2 separate regions of the Zea mays genome follow, and region 1 is linked to region 2. A link is a contact called in public Hi-C data. All regions are on one chromosome and are shown on one strand. The core of a region is the stretch at or near the end of the contact, and the rest is flanking DNA. Distances in the headings are between cores, read along the strand shown. Region 1 has its middle 34 kb from the start of LOC109943045. Region 2 overlaps LOC100274067.

Region 1 (4,527 bases), core at 741-3,240, 240 kb after region 2:
AGGTTCCGCCATGGACTTCACGAAGTATCTGAAGGCCTTCGGTTTCGGTTATGCATTTCAGCATAGGCTGGCTGATGCCCTTTTTGTAAAGCTGACCCTCGACTATTGCAAAATCTCTGCTCCTGTGTTTCAGTCGTTTGGCTTCATTTCGACCGGTTGGATGGTAATGGCCCTGGAGGTATAGTGTTATTAGGGCCCGCCAGTCTTCGGCCATTATGAGGTTGACGATTCAGTGGCCCTCGACGTCTTGAGTTATTTGCAAGCCTTTAGGGTTGCGGACGGTTGGTGTGCCGATGACGTGGTAGAACACGTCTGTCGCACCTGGGTTTCAGGGCAAAGACCCGGGCGCGAACATAATCACCAACCCAATTAAGTAGTAGAACAAAAGTAATAACAACACCTGCGATGCAATGCATATGACAAATTGAATTTAAGTTCCATAAATTAATCATATGAGTGTCCGAGCTGCTCATGACCGTGAGCACGGCTAGTATACCAGTTTTACACTATGCAGAGGTTGCGCATCTTTACCCACAAGTCATGTTACCCATCTGCCGAGAGACGTCAATCCCATACACCTCTACCGAGGAGGCGAGGCGGGGTAACACTACGAGGCCTTTACAAAGTTTCACTAGCTTCAGAAAACCCGCTACAGTTTATAGGAAGCTCCAATGCAGTAATCACTCGCCTGACCGCCATCGCAGCAAAATCAACCCGAGGACCTCCCTACACTGACCACTCCCCTACTGCCCTTTCCCCTTTCGGGCAAGGTAGTCCTCCACTAGCTTTCCTAGTTAGTCAGCCAAGGGCGTCCCATTCCACCCTTGTGGTAGCACTGTTTTCCCGGGTGGTTCTCCATGTTCCAATTAACATAATGATCTTAACATGAACAGTAAATAACAGCTGATAATAAAAGTATAATCATGAATAGTGTGTATCTCTATACCCAAAACCACATAAAGCAACAGCAGGTACTACCCAAAATTCCGTGGTGAACATGGTATAAAGATAGTCAAACTAGGGTAACCTATTGGGTCCCATCAAAATTAACCTATACAGATCATTATGATTAATTAGAACATGATTGGGTAAAAAGAAGTGATCAAGGGCACAACTTGCCTGGGACTTGAGATTCCAGGTACCAACTTGCTCTTCAGGTGACTCGTAACCTCGCGCTAGTTGTAGCAATACAAACAAACAGTGTATAGGCAAATCTAACATCACACCAAACATAAGAACAAATAGTGTAAGAATATTCTACAGGCTTCTACGAGATCGTGGATAGAACAAGATTGTTTTTTTAGACACAATTGATCTAACAAATGGGACCTAACAGATATTGCATTTAAACTAAGCAGATAAAAATATTTGAGTCGGTATTAATCAATTTAACAATTATTTATAAAAAGTGTAGGTTAGAACTAAAAATTATATTAACTAGATTACCTTGCTAATTAACGTTAATTAAACAAATATTTAATTAGTTAATTATTGAAAACATTTGTAATGATGAAATAATATTTTTAATACATGGACATCATTAATACAAATATAACATAACTAGAATGGAGTAAATTGGATTTATAACGCAAAATATATCGTCTAATTTATAGATCTCGAATTTATTGATGTGGCGTGTTTCTATTGGTCGTAAGGAGGCCACACAAAGGGTCACAACCTTTTGCAGCCTTGCAGACGCAGAGGATCGAGAGGTGGATCAAACGTGCATATCACTTTTCCACCGGCCTTACGCACTACGGTAGAATCACGTACGACCCGGCTACAGGAGCGAAGACGCACACCGGTGGAGACCTCAACGGCGTAGCGTATGCAGGCGCTCCAGTGCATCGAACTTAAAACAGACCGACGCTGCTAAAATCTGGATGATACAGAACGTCATTGAAGGACTTTTACCGGTGGTATGCAGGGGGACCCAGTCCATTGTGCGTCACGGCTTGTTCGTTGAGGTTCGGCGACAGTTTCCAACCACGACCCTACACTGCTTCCCGAGGTCGAAACGGTAGCGACGGTGGACCACCAGCACGACAGCACATGACGGCTCCAAGCTCTATCTCTCTCTCTGGTCGGCGCCCGGTGGCTTTCTGGTGATGGGCAGGGGCGGCGGCCGGGTTTTATAGGCAGTCCTGCGAGGATCGAGTCCAGGGGGGCCGCGGGTTCCACGGCGAGGAGATCGGCAGGAGACAGTTGCGCCAAGCTCGCGGATTCTGTTGCGCACCCGCGTCTGATTCCCAGGAAGAGGACGACCCGACGGGGCGGGTCCAAGAGGCAGTGAGGAATTTGGCTCAGGCGCGCGTGTGGTACTGGGCCGCGCGAGTGAAATGGTACTGGGCCGAGGTAAGGGAAGGACGGGGAAATTCCTATCTGACCCAATCCGAATTCCCTTATTTTTTTCTCTATTCCTATTTCCAATTTGAAGCATTTAAACCAAATTCAAATCCCTATTTTGAATTTCCGATTCCAAGCGTCAAAATTAATACTGCTGTGAATCTAAACTTTACTGTTTGTGATAACAATATTTATTCTTTTCCTTATTATTTATTTTTGGGAGAAATAAATGGCTTAAGTAAAATTTTCTTTCCATTCTCTTTTATTTTCTATTTCTATTTCCAACTTCCAATTTCCTAATTTTGAGCTTGTCTCACAATTTGAATGCAAATACAAAATGCAAGAGCTTTATCATGAAGCTCATATTTTTGTATTTAATTATTTTGTTATTTGGCTAACTTAATTCCATTTAGTTGAATGTTCAAAAGTAGAGGAGATCAAATAACATCCACAGGTCTCAAAAATCCCTAAAACATTATTCATTTATTTACTTCATCATCATTGTTATTATTTCCTACCAATTTTGGGCTTTACAACGTCAGAGGGCGGGGCCCGCCCTTGGCTGCTGCCTTGGCCAACGCATCGGCCTCTTCGTTCTTGTTGCGCTCGACATGCTGCAGGGTGAAACCCTTGAATTGTTTTTCGAGGCCACAGACGGCGGTGATGTATTGTATGAGCACAGGCTCCTTTGCTAAGTACTCCTTTTCGATCTGGCCAGCGACGAACTTGGAGTCTGTTCTGATGATGCATGTGATGACGCCGAGGGCCCGTATTTTGCGAAGTACCAGGATGACGACTTCGTATTCTGCTATGTTGTTAGTGCACCTGTCGGACCCTAGAGCAAAGCTGAGGCACGCGGCGTATCTGTACTTGACAATGGCGGGTGATGTGATAATCGCCGCGGCGCCTGCCCCCGTATGGCACCATGCGCCATCGTAGTGGATGGTCCAGACTTTTTTTGAGTGTTCTTGCTGGGGCCCCATAGGTCCTGTCCAGTCGACGATGAAGTCCGCCAAGACTTGTGACTTGATTGCCGTTCTGGGCTCAAAGATGATGCGGTACCCGGACATTTCAACTGTCCATTTCGCAATTCTTGCGCATGCCTCCGGGTTCCTGAACAATTCTCCCAGACCCCTGTCCGAAGTGACTCATACTTTGAACGCCTCGAAATCGTGTCGTAGCTGTGGCGGAGCCGTCTGAATTATTCCAGCTTAAGTGCCCAAGTCACGCCTTAGAGGCAGCAACACAGTTAAATCGGAATAACCCGTCAGTCCCTCAGATCTAGTCTGATGAAGCCACTTCCCCGGGATCAAATACCACTAGCTCACTCGAAGTTGAGTCACAGAGGAAAATACAATAAAGCATGAAACCACAATTAAGTACTGGAGTTATTACATAAATCGGAGTTCTTGGTGAAAGGGAACAAGTTCATAAATGAAGTGCAGCGGATAATCGATAACGTCGAATGCTGAGGAATAGGGCAAGGCCTAACCCACTACTCCTCCTGCTCCTCTCCTACCAGAGCAACATCCCACTCGACCGTCCAACCCGGTGGCAGGGTGGAAGGCCAAGTCACACCATCAACCATGTTCTGTAGCGTACCTGCAAAAATTGTGCCACAAGCAAGGCTGAGTATACTAATACTCAGCTAGACTTACTGTAAAACCCTGATTTTGGGGGTATAAAACTCCGTTATATTTATCACTCAAAATCATGTGTTACTCTTCCTTTTTCTCACTCTAGGCTTTCTCTCTCTCTAGATCATCTCTCCCTTTTTCCTTTTGATCATAAATAGCTTAAACTAGTAGAGATTAATTATTTATTTTTGTCAAAACCTTATGAGTCATGACATGTTGCATCATGCTGAGCTTAGAATATTCTTTGAAGTGTTGCACATGTTTGAGTTAATTTGAATTTGAAACCTAGTTTGAATTTGGATTTGAAAACCCTATAGAAAAGAAATAGAAAAGGAATTAGAAAATCCAGAGAAAAAGAAAAGGAGAAAGCAGCCCAGCCGGCCCAGCTCGGCCCAGCCAGGCCGCGCGCCAGCGCCGCCTGACAGGCGGACCCCGCCTGTCAGCGGTAGTTCCACTCTCCTGCGCGCTCCCTCTCTCGCTCTCTGCCCGGTGGGGCCAACCTGTCGGCGCCAGTTTCCTTCGCCCGTTCGCTCTCTCTATCTCT
Region 2 (4,701 bases), core at 979-3,478:
GGTTCTATTTTACTAACATTTCATTCCATTCTGATATGGACTGTGTTGGCTCGCATGTCCTGAAAAAACATTAAATGAACATATTTATTTATGGCCACTGTATGAGAAAAAAACAGGAAAGATGGCCCCCTCATAGTAAACCTGACTGCTAATTAAGCACCACTTAGTGGTATTGTAGTAGCATGCTACTCCTATGCACCCTCTACGTGAATTTATTTAGTGAGTTTTTGTGTTTCTTTTTCAGGTTGGGTGCATCATCCAATAATGTTGATCTTTCAGTTGTATCAAACAAAGATGACTGTGCTGCCATGTCTTCAGAGCCATCCGCTGGAGGAGATCTATTTGCACAGCAATTCTCACTATTGACTACAGACAAGAAGTTAGAATTGTCTGAGGTTAACTTTCTTTTGCCTCAAATCATGTAATCAAAGCATGCCAATCCACCACATCTTGCTAACTACATGTTACAACACATGTTTTTATACTTGCTCCTACTTTTTTTCTTTTCCCTAACTCTAAGGGACCTTCACTTCAGCAAAAGAGCTATACTTCCGTAGCAAATGGTATGTCTGGTGTGCTCGAGCTTTCAGAGGCATCGATTGAATCATCTGGTGCAAAAGCTGCTGCATGTGGAACTCTTTCGGTTCTTTCCTCAATGTCAAATAAAGGTACCGATTCCAGTTGTAATATCCATCAAATTCATGTCGATTTGTGTTACCTACTGTGTTGTGAATCAAGGTAGTTATCATTTATACAACCAGTTAATTTGCCTGGATGTTATTAGTATGTTGCTGGTTATTAACAGAGAAGTATTAAACAGGGCAGATAACTTGCATTCCACCCATCCATATTTGTAGAATATATGCACCGATGGTATCATTCAAAGCATGTAAATCTAGCTCATAATGCTGTACACTCCTTTAATGAATAACAAATGATTAAATATAGTGTTTAACCAAGGTGATCAAGAATAAGCCTAGTTTTCATGTAACAATAACTAAGAACGTTGTGATAGCTTTTTATGTGCTAGAATGGAAAAAAAAAAGATACTGTTAAGGTCGTTTTTGTAGATTGTGGCACAAATCTAGCCTAGTTCCTGGCGTGTGGTGTGTCTATGTTCGTTCTACTTGGGTTTGGGTTCTACTAGACTCTTGTACTACATTTTTCTACGTTAATAAAATGACGCGCAGCTCTCCTGCATAGTTCGAGAATAAAAGGTCGTTTCTGCTGTATGATTGTGTTTATGGATCCATAGACCTTGTACATTATGTACATTAAGATAAGAAAAAACTTATATGAGTACAACAGAACTGCAAGCTTATAGTAGTACGGTAGAACTGCTTTCTTGAAAATCTTATGTTTCATTTCCTATTATCTTACATTTTTCATTGATTATTGGGCAGTTTACAATGACCAAGGAACTCCAGCAGCATTCAGAGTTCCTGCAGGTGCTGTGATTCCTTTTGGATCCATGGAGGACGCCTTGAAGAAAAGTGGATCACTCAAATCCTACACTAATCTTCTAGAGAGGATCGAAACAGCTCAAATTGAAAATGGTGAACTTGATAGCCTATCCTCGAAGCTTCAAGCAACTGTTTCACTTCTTTCTCCATCGGAAGAAATCATTGAATCTTTGAAGAAAACATTTGATCAGAATGTTCGACTAATTGTGAGATCTACTGCTAATGTGGAGGATTTGGCTGGAATGTCTGCTGCTGGACTCTATGAATCAATTCCTAATGTCAGTCTCTCTGACCCTAGATCCTTTGGAGCTGCGGTTGGACAGGTTTGGGCATCATTATACACAAGGAGAGCAATCCTTAGCCGTCGAGCAGCCGGTGTACCTCAGAGAGACGCAAAGATGGCGGTTCTCGTGCAGGAAATGCTGCAGCCAGATCTCTCTTTTGTGCTTCATACAATTAGCCCAGTTGACCATGATCCCAAATTAGTAGAGGCTGAGGTTGCCCCTGGTCTTGGAGAAACCCTCGCTTCTGGTACCCGTGGCACTCCATGGAGACTCTCATGTCACAAGCTTGATGGCAAAGTCACAACTCTAGCTTTTGCGAATTTCAGTGAAGAGCTTATGGTGCTCAACTCTGGCCCTACCGATGGTGAAATGAGTCGTAGGACCGTAGACTACAGCAAGAAGCCGTTATCTGTTGATGCAACCTTTAGGGAGCAGTTTGGTCAGCGCCTTGCCGCCATTGGACAGTATCTGGAACAGAAGTTTGGAAGTGCCCAAGATGTGGAAGGTTGCCTGGTTGGCCCCGATATATTTATAGTTCAGAGCAGGCCACAACCACAATAAACAAAAAGTTTTGTGTGGTTACCTGGCTAGCTGAATAAAAATGGATACTGGCTGAAGAAATATATGGACTTCGTAGCACGCGTAGCAGTGATCGAGTCTTTTTTAATATGCTATCTCAGGTAAAATAATAATTTATTGGCACAGGTTTAGCCATTCACTAACTTGTATCAATTTTGTGAACTAAAGAACTTACTATTACATGTGGGAGCCACATGCTATTCTATTTCGATGGTACCTATTTTTTCGACTGTTTGAAAATCTATATGACGTATAGGCCTGTTTGTTTTAGCTTCTTGGCCGCTTCTGCCCACCAGAATTGGATTCTCGTAAACAACCGCCCGGCGGCCGAAGCGATTGTGGGGGAGCAGCCTTTCAACCGCAGCCGAGAAGCGGCTAAGAGGCCGTGGCCGATGGAAGCGGAAAGGATTCTTCGGAGAACGTTAGTTTGTGTTCGGTTTGATTTTTGACCTTGGCTTTTTTCCCTTAAAAGCTACTAAAAGCCAAACTAATATAAACCAGCTTTTTATTTTTTTATAAAGGAAGCTTTATTAAATTTTCAAGTTCATATATCAAGGTTATATAAAGTCTGAAAAAACACTTTATAAAACTGAAAGCATTTAGAAAGCAGCTTTTCTAAAAGCCGACTTTCTCACGGTGTAAAACTAAAAGCACCTTAGGATCTGTTTTTAGTGGTTTTAGGATAGAACTATGAAATATATATGAAATAATTTTTAATGATTTTTAGTGGTTTTCACCAAACGATTTTTTGTTTTTTAACAGTTCACAGCCACAACAGTTATTTTCATAGCTAATAGTCCAAATTAGCTTTTTCACGGTCACAACCTAACTAAACACACGATGAGTTTCCATGGCCTGTAGAAGGAGAAAGGATTCTTTGGAGAACATGAGAGTCAAAGAAGCTTCCACTTTTTTTGTGTAAAGTCAGGACCGTGGTCGTCTGACTCTTTCAATAAAAAGGAATAGCCAAATCTATCGAGCTGGCTGGTCAATCCCAGTGATCTTATCAGCCAGCAAAGTGGAGCCAGACGACCACAGTCCCGACTTTACCAGAACCGTAGGTTTACTGATCAATGAATTCAAAAGCATCAAACCTCTCGTTTTCGAAAGAATCGAAACACATTGAAATGGTACTAGGCGTACTTAAAAATAGAAGGATTTGGTAAAATTGTCCCTCCTAAAAAATATTCTAGAATAAATGGGCATTAGTTAGGAGAGGTGCCCGACGGCAAGAAGCAATGTTATTAGATACAGAAGGAAAGCTTGGCTAGAACCGCACGTGCAAGTCTGTGATAACTTCTTCAGGTTTGTGTGAACTAGTGGATCGATCACTAAGTGGTTAGTACCTCCAGCATGAGCAAACCTTTTTTGAACTGATTAGGAATGGGCGCCACTATCCTAGCTCGGATCTAGCCGAGTTCTATTGATCATGTCTACATCCCAACTAAAAATCCTTTATCCTCTCCCTAATCCTCCATTCCTGAAAGGAAGAACGTGGCATTCTTTTTTTTTCTTTCTGCAGGGACCAGGATATTGGATCTAGCCATAAGAGGAATGCTTGGTATAAATAAGCCACTTCTTGGTTTCGACCCCTTAAGTCACTACGAGCGCCCCCGATCAGTTTAATGCGATGTGACTATTTATCTATCTCTTGACTCGAAATGAGAGTAGAGCAGGTTTGATAAAGGATCTTAGATTGTCTAGGGTTAGGTTAGGTTCAAATCTAGGTGTCGGTTGACTCATCTTGGACTAACTTGTGTACTAAGTGTATGAATACATGTTCACTAAATGCAATTTGAAGATGCTTAAGTCCAAATGAGCTCAAAAGAGGCCAGGAATTGCAACTTTGTGTAAAAGGGTAAAACTGTGAGGTTTGAACCCTTAGGTATGTTACATATGGATATTACAATGTTTCTAGTACTTGTGTTTGCACTCTAACTCATTTTGTAGAGAAAAGTGTTTTTTGGACTTAGTTTGGGCAAAACTGAAATCCTTGTGAAAACTTGAGAAAGTGGTGAGTTTCTGAAAGGGAAATAGGGTCAAACCTTTTCCTAAATGATTTTGGTGGTTGAATTGCCCAACACAAATAATTGGAATAACTAGTTTGCTCTAGATTACATGTTCTACAGGTGCCAAAGATTCAACACAAACCAATAAAAAGTTAAAGTTTGGGTTCAAAAAGAAAGGAGCAAAACCAACCGAAGGCTGCCCTGGTATGGCGCACCGGACTGTCCGGTGTGCCACCGGGCAGTGTCCGGTGCACCAGGGAGATCAACTCTGAACTGCTCAGCTTCGAGTTTTTGGAAATGCCACTTCGCTATAATTCACCAGACTGTCCGGTGCTGCACCAGACTGTCCGGTGTGCCAAGCAGAGC

Evidence for each region. A called contact is a pair of places that touch in the nucleus more often than the background predicts.
Region 1: a Hi-C map of leaf shows a contact between it and region 2, with 5 times the contacts expected there. The contact joins two enhancer-like sites. A contact is called at or near these places in 4 of 25 Hi-C or Micro-C datasets (ear, endosperm, leaf and 1 more).

Annotation. Positions count from the first base shown.
Region 1 is chr10:20,897,266-20,901,792 of Zm-B73-REFERENCE-NAM-5.0, forward strand. No RefSeq gene overlaps it. Among protein-coding and RNA genes, the nearest start is that of LOC109943045, 34 kb to the left of the region's middle. Within about 2 kb of position 1,991, at least 18 of the 20 cell types and tissues checked have an H3K27ac peak or open chromatin away from gene starts, as enhancers often do. A contact at or near this core is called in leaf, where this site is marked.
Region 2 is chr10:20,653,998-20,658,698 of Zm-B73-REFERENCE-NAM-5.0, forward strand. It overlaps LOC100274067, which reads left to right. Exons shown (of 19, transcript NM_001360531.1): 17 at 245-395; 18 at 536-668; 19 at 1,404-2,556. The coding sequence ends at 2,308. Among protein-coding and RNA genes, the nearest start is that of LOC103640930, 56 kb to the left of the region's middle. Within about 2 kb of position 2,229, at least 6 of the 20 cell types and tissues checked have an H3K27ac peak or open chromatin away from gene starts, as enhancers often do. A contact at or near this core is called in leaf, where this site is marked.